2 separate regions of the Mus musculus genome follow, and region 2 is linked to region 1. Evidence: chromatin contacts called from public promoter capture Hi-C data. All regions are on one chromosome and are shown on one strand. The core of a region is the stretch at or near the end of the contact, and the rest is flanking DNA. Distances in the headings are between cores, read along the strand shown.

Region 1 (3,566 bases), core at 408-2,907:
AAGGGAGCAAGCAATGTGGCTGGACCTCCTGTGTGGCTACCCTAGTGCTTAGCAACACATGTGCTAACTTTCTAGAAAGTTCTTTTCTCTGTGGTGACTGGCCTCACACTTACAGGCTTTAAAACACACCCCCCGTCATTCAAATATTTTAGCAAATGTCCTGGCTTCCCTCCACTACCAAAATGAAAGTGAAGGTGAAGTCATTTAGGGGCCGCTAGAGGAGAGTTCTCACCCACCATGGCTGCCCATAGATCTAAATGTTTCACAGGAGACGCAATTAAACAGTAATGAGACCCCAATTCACCAAAGCATCGTATTTTCTGGTGCTTTTCATCACCCACTCTGCCCGGCAATTTAATGATGAGTTTAGGATATGATCTCTTCCCATAGGCACGGCTCCCACCTCTGCTATTTTTATTGTACTTGGGTCCTGGAATTTAGATGGCCTAAGTGTCTGAAAAGAGCATAGGCGAGGCTTTTCTAACCAAGCTACTAGTTGCTTTCTGCATAAACCTTGGCTTTGCTGTGACACAAAGCTGTTGGATAGAAGTCTTTAGGAAGGAGCCTGTCCATCATTTGATGGCAGTGCGCCTTCAAGATGGTCCCTGTGATATAACCCCAAGGAAGGACCCCAAATCCTGTGGGGCACAGCAGGTACTTCTTTGTTCTCTGTTTGCTCCAGAATAAATCCTGTCTTGTGTCATGAGGTACACATACCACCCCTCTCTCTGTGGGGTGTGTGTGTGTGTGTGTGTGTGTGTGTGTGTGTGTGTGTGTGTGTTAGTGTTATAGGCTAGAGGTTGACTTTGGGAGCCATTCTCAACTGCTCTGCCCCTCATTTTTATTCTTGAGATGGTGCCTCTCATTGAAATGGGGACTTATTTTGTGTGGCTGGGTGGCCAATGAGCCCTAGGGACCTGCCTAGCTCTGCATTCCTAGATCAGAGGCTCCTGATGCGTGTCACCATGCATGGCTTTTACATGACTTCTGGGGATCAGAAGTCAAGTCCCCATGAGCTTGCAGCAGACTCTTCATCAAATGAGCCCAGACTGTCCATCCTCCCAAGGTGCCTGGAGATTCCTGCAGGAGATACCATAGGTCTTGACTTAGATCTTTAGCTTTCTGGCAGACCCTTCTGAGCCCAACAGCCTTGGAACACACCTCTGCACCTCCCATCCCTTCTTCCCTTCTCAAAGTCCTTCCCTTGGGGCCCTTAAAGGCACCCTTCAGTTTATCTCCAGCTCACTGTAGGGCATCGCTGTGGGATCTGCATATCTCCCAAGTCTCATCTGTGGGATCTTTCGAGAGGCAATTCTTCCAAGGGTGAGTTTCAGGGGGAAGAAAGCTATGAGCTCTAGGGAAAGGAGCAGAGTGTCCTGTCTTTTCCTTGACACAGAGACCCCCCCAATGAATGCATGTATGTGCATATGTGTGGCTAAAAATCAGCCAGCAGCCTACTCATCCCATCTGCCTGTGAGGAATAACAATTCTGAAACAAGTCCCCCCTGGGAACACAGCATCTCACTTATCTGAGTAGAAAGATGAAGCTCCAGTATCTCTGAGGAGAGGGAGCCTGGCTTGGCTAATGGGATTGACAGCATCACTGCTATGCTGTCTAGGTTATTCAGCAGACATTTCCCATAATTGAACAATGGAATCTTCGCAAACAGAATGCCAGGCGGCAGGTCCTCTGTGACATCGAAATTCACTGTGAAGAAACTGAGATGTCATCTTAAAGTTGCACAGGTATTCTTTTAGGGTGTCCGCAAACAGCTCATTGAGAGATTTGGAGGATGGCTAGAGACAAAGGCAAGGAGAAAGCTGGTGCCCGAAGAAAGACCTGGGATTGAAAGATACTCTCAAAGTTGCAGGAAGCCGGGTCTCGAAAAATGGCTCAGGGATCAAGAGCACATACTGCTCCTATAGAGACCTGGAGTTCCCAGGAAACGTGTCAGGTTGCCCACAGCTGCCTGCATCTCTTGTATCCTGGAGTCTGACATCCTCTTCTGGATATCATGGGTACCTGCATTCATGCATATACCCACACACAGATACACATGTATAAACACATTTAAATATATTTATTTAACCATATGTGTGTGTGTGTGTGTGTGTGTGTAATTTTTAAAGAGAGGTGTAGAAACCAGAAGAGAGGGGAAATTAAAGAGAAGAACTCTGAGAATTGTACTTGTAAAGGGAAGGTAGGAAAGGGATACTGGAAATCTGCTCTCTGGCTAGTGAGTTCCGGGAAATGTTGTGTACAGAAGCTGAGGCTATGCCAATCAAGGCCTGTGACGTCACCTGCATCTATCAGTCAATCAAGGCCTGTGACGTCACCTGCATCTATCAATCAGTCTAGCCCCCACAGCCCGAGTGGATTTGCTTGATGTTGTTATATATGTTTTGGTGAACTGTCCTCTCCCGTATGAGAGACTATGTTAATCCTTCAAGTGTTTTCTCCATGGGAACACCTGATTTCCAGCAAGGAGCTGGGCACAGTAACACATGCCTGTAATTCCACTGTTGGAGGGGCTGAAGCAGATGGATTACTGTGGGTATAGAGGCTATGTTGGATAACAGTGTAGTGAGTTCTAGGTCAGCCTGGGTTATATAGAGTGAGACCTCATTTCATAAAAAATACTTATAGAGAAAAGAGTTTATACCAGTAAGAGTTTTTAAAATTCAGGTGCTTGTTAATTAATTGTTTAGTGTTTGTATGCACACACATTCGTGCGTGCAGGTGTGCAAGTGCGCTCATGTCTACTTGTGTAGAGGCTAGAAGAGGGCACCAGCTCCCACGAAGCAGGACTTATAGATGTTTGAAGGTGATTGGCTTGTTATGTGGGTGCTGGGATCTGAACCCTGGTCCCCACGATTAGACAGCAAGTACTCTTAACCACTGAGTTATCTCTCCAGCCCCTCTTTAAGTCTAGCTATAAAAGATATTTCTAACTTGCCTATCACTGTGAGGATAGAGTCTGTGTGTCATGCAGGTGGCTCTGAAGTTGGACAGTTTCGTGCATGCCAGCACAAAAGCATCCACGCTGAGCTTCCTCAAACAAACACTTCATAAAACAGAGACATTTCAGACACTGCGAAGAACAGCCAACACACGGCAAAGGATGCACAGTTTGGAGCCCGTGTAATGCCCGAGGTTGCTGCCTAATTTACTACTATCTGGCCTTTGCTACGCCCTCATTAATCTGTCAGTTGAATGAGCTCTAATTATGCATCTTGTAACCTCATATGCCATAGCACACTGTGTTTGAGGGGAGATAGATCTTCAAGATTTACTGCATAATTGTTGGTAATCTCAGGGGATCTCCAAAACTGGAGGGAAAATTCGCCTTCTCCCAGCTACCAGGAATGCCATCCTAGTCAAAGAGAAGCAGATGCGCATGGCAGGAGGAGCTGCAGTTTAGTCCGTGAGTCAGTGCAAGCTCACAGCCTGACAGAATGCGAGCCATCTTGTCATGTGGCTTTAATCTGCCCGGAGCCAGGAATGTATAGCACGCTTGCTTTGCTTTCTTCTGAATGGTTGTTAAGGAGCTTCACTATTACCTCCA
Region 2 (3,566 bases), core at 540-3,039, 1.0 Mb before region 1:
AGGCCAGCCTGGTATTGAGAGCAAGTTTCAGGACAGCCAGAGCCACTCAGAGAAACTGTGTCTGGAAAAACAGCGAAGAAAAAAAAGAAAGTTCAAGGCCTGTCTGAGCCTGTGAAACTCTGTCAAAACAGTGTGGTGGGTCATCAATCCTAGCACTTGTAGAGCAGGGGGATCTCTAAGCTGGAGACCAACCTGGTCTATATAGTGAGTTCTGGAGTAATTAGGGCTGCAGAGTGAGACCTTGTCTCAAAATAATAATGTGGGAAGCAGCTCTGGAGATATGTTTAGCCAGCAATTCCTCAAATTCACACTCAGATACAACATACAGACAGAGCAGAATATGGGCATAGGGAAAAAAAATACAACTCAGGCAGGCCTTCTTCCACACTGTAGAAGCCATTGCATGGGTGCGCGCGCGCGCGCGTGGACGTGCGCATGAACACATGCGTGTGTACAGTGAACTTTCATTTCAATACAGGTGTTGAAGGAAGCGCTGGAAGTTCACTTTCAGGACTGGGCTGTGTCCTGTAGGGACACAAACCAGACCCAAACTAACAAACCTTTGGGGTGGGCAGGGAAAATTTGGTTTAAGTCAGGGGCTGTCTGTACCCAGCTGGGGAAGAGAAGGGGAGCCTGTATTCTTACCTGGAGACCCGAGGCACAGAAGACCAGCTTCAGGACCTGCCAAGACGGGGTGGATTCCGCTGTCTCTGTCCGCGGAGCCAGGAGAACCTCATCAGGAGCCTTGGGCTCATTGCCAAACACACAGGCTTTCACCAGGGGGAAGCAGAGACCCCTGCCTGAAGAAGACACAGTCAAGGTCCACAACCTCTGCAGAGCAGCCAGCCCGATCCGGTGTCTGACTTACTGGCCTCCCTCCCGGCCCAAGTCCCGCTCTGCCAACACCTGCAACCAGACTTCCCTCATCTCCCCACCCTCTGGCCACATTACCTGTCTCCAGGTAGTTCTTCCGTCTTAAGTACTGCACCAGGAGGTAGCCAGGTACCATAAAGCTGGCATAGCCCGCTACATTCAACAAGAAGCGGAAGAGCCACAGCTGTGTCCAGGACTGCGGAGGGGCTTCGGGTGACTCTCCACCTGCTCCCAAGGAAGGGAGTGTGGCGAGTACCACTACTGCCCACCATCTGCTGGGACAGCCGAAGCAACGATTAGGTTTGCAGCTCTTCCGCCTCTCTGCCCTCCGGAGGGGACTGTACCAGGGAAGTGCCCAGTGGCCTCCCCGCCCCCTCCGCTGCAGCCCAGAGGGACGGACAAAGAGCCTCTCTCTCCCTCTCTCTCAGGGGGTCCGGCGCAGGCCAGGCAGAACCTCCTCCCTTCTCGGGGACGGCCCCGCCTGTCCAGCCACATAGGTCGCCTCTGTTCCCTTCAGCGCGCGGGCAGCTCAGGCCACAGGCAACCCCCACCCCCTTCCCTCTCCGAAGCGCCACTGTCCCTCATCCCCCTACGCGCGACAATCCCCGAAGCCCCGCGAGGAGCGTAGGCCACATGCCGCGTGCCCATCCACACGGGGCTCCCAACAGTGCCACGCGGATCTGCGGCTGGAGGACCCCCCACCCCGCCTCCGGAGCCCTGGGGTCTCGGTCACGTGGCCCCGGGGTCTCGGTCACGTGGGCCATGGCTGCCCGAGCCCCCCACCTGGCGTCCATGGCCCAGCCGCGTGGGGCGGAGGGGGGACCGGGGAATGTGAGTCCCCCGGGCCGCGCGCTCCCTCCGCTCCCTCTGCCGCCCGCTCCAGCAGCCAGCCAGTCAGCCAGCCAGCGGAAGTGCTGCGCTCTTCCCGCCTCCTCCCCGCCTCAGCCCCCTTCGCGACACTCCGGCCACAGCGACCCCACGCGGCCCGGAGGCAGACCAAGCCCGGTTCCCCTGGGGAACTCCAGTTGGGACTCCCTCCCTTTCCCAGCTTGCTTGGTCACAGCCATCAACCCAACCCAACCCAACCCACACAGAGTGATGATGACCATTGCCATCTAGTGGACTAGGATTTTGAGTATCTGAGACCCAGTACTTCCTCTTACATTACGGTTTTTTTGTTTTTTGTTTTGGTGTTTTTTTTTTTTTTTTTTCGAGACAGGGTTTCTCTGTGTAGCCCTGGATGTCCTGGAACTCACGCTGTATCCCAGGCTGGCCTCGAACTCCAGATCCTCCTGCCTCTGCCTCCTTCAGCAAATCCTACCGGCCTGCGCCACCAGAACCGGCGTTAGTTTTTAAACAATGATGTCTCTTCCTTTTTTGGCTGCATCAGTAATCATCCCCTTAGTACCTGTGATTGTGACCTTCTAGGCTCTGTATGACCTGGTGCGTCCTCCTCGCCCACTTGCCCAACCTTGTAGAGTCCTGTTGGCCTGTTTTCAGTTCCTTTAATTCATCGGAGGCCTTCCCCAATGCTGTCTTTCCCCTTGCTCATCCTAAATCGCAATTTCAACGACACCTGCTTGAAGCTTCCCAGAGGATGATCCTTCGCCCACTCCATTGTCCTCCTTCCTGCTAACGGTTTTCTTCCTTCCCAGTCACCCATTGCAACGTATAACCACATATTTAGTTGTTTATGCCTTTAATATCTGTCTCACTCACAGGATGCATTTGCTTAGTGCTTATAAGCGCTAAGCATCGGAAAGTATGTTGATTTATTTCTTCTCCTTCTTCGTGCATGACCTAGCAGGGCCCTCAGTGTGTGGAGTCTAAGGGGGTTGGGTGGGGGAGGAAAGTTGCAACTCTCTTGTGATCAATGTCCTCAAACTTCTCCAGGGACACGTGTGTGTCTCCATATTCTTCCTCCTCACTCTCCAGCCCTGGGCATTTCCACATGAAGGAGATGTGCCTGTGGTGGCAGGAACCACTTAGGTCTCCTACCATACCCAGCAAGGCCCTGTGCTTGCTCAGGGCTTGTTTCCTTCTCTCTGCCTTTACCCGAGAGTCAGGCCTGCCTATGCATACAACTGTAGAAGGGAAACGTTGTTGTTGTTGTTTTTTTTAAAGCCCCTCTCTTCCATTTTAGTGTCATATTAGAATAACTGCAAAGGTTCAGTTGGGAGCCTTATGTTTGAAGTCTTTAGATAACTTTGCGGTGGCCCGCTGCCACCAGACCTATAATCCCAGCTACTCAGGAGGCTGAGACAGGAAGTTCCCAGTTCAAAGATGACTGCCTGGGCTATAGAGTGAGTTCCAGGCCATCTCTGGCAACTCATTGAGATCCCATCACAACATAAAAAATGAAAAGAGGGCCGGGGACACAGCTCCATGATAGTAAGCTTGCCTACCGCTGGGGAGGCTCTAGGTTCACACCCCAGTGCCAAACACACTCACAAAGGTATTTTAGGTGAGACCCCTCGGGTCAGTTTGCTCATCCCCATTTTCCAGGTAGCTGGCAATTTCAGCCCATGCCATCTTCAACAGAAGCAAGGAGGCTTCCTTCAGGATACCAGTGGCTTCGAGGGTCTTTCAAGAATCTCCATCCAGGCCACTTGGGAAGTCCTTCCTTCCAGATCGGCTCTTCCTCGTCTGCAATCCTTCATCTCATTTTAGGACTATGCTAGCCCCAGGACCAG

Evidence for each region. Promoter capture Hi-C pulls out the DNA fragments that hold promoters and counts their contacts.
Region 2: a contact with region 1 is called in a promoter capture Hi-C map of hippocampal neurons, with 3 times the contacts expected there. The contact joins the promoter of Slc35b2 here to the promoter of Runx2os3 in region 1. A contact is called at or near these places in 1 of 39 promoter capture datasets (hippocampal neurons) and 1 of 115 datasets of contacts at active chromatin or transcription factors (pancreatic cancer cells).

Annotation. Positions count from the first base shown.
Region 1 is chr17:44,560,066-44,563,631 of GRCm38.p6, reverse strand. It overlaps Runx2os3 (a long non-coding RNA gene), which reads right to left and starts at 1,657. Exons shown (of 2, transcript XR_876810.3): 1 at 1,526-1,657; 2 at 921-1,080. It also overlaps a transcript of Runx2 not described here.
Region 2 is chr17:45,562,159-45,565,724 of GRCm38.p6, reverse strand. It overlaps Slc35b2 (solute carrier family 35, member B2), which reads right to left and starts at 1,789. Exons shown (of 4, transcript NM_001357105.1): 1 at 1,657-1,789; 2 at 952-1,145; 3 at 646-800. The coding sequence starts at 1,667. Nfkbie (nuclear factor of kappa light polypeptide gene enhancer in B cells inhibitor, epsilon) reads right to left here. Exons shown (of 6, transcript NM_008690.4): 6 at 2,556-3,566.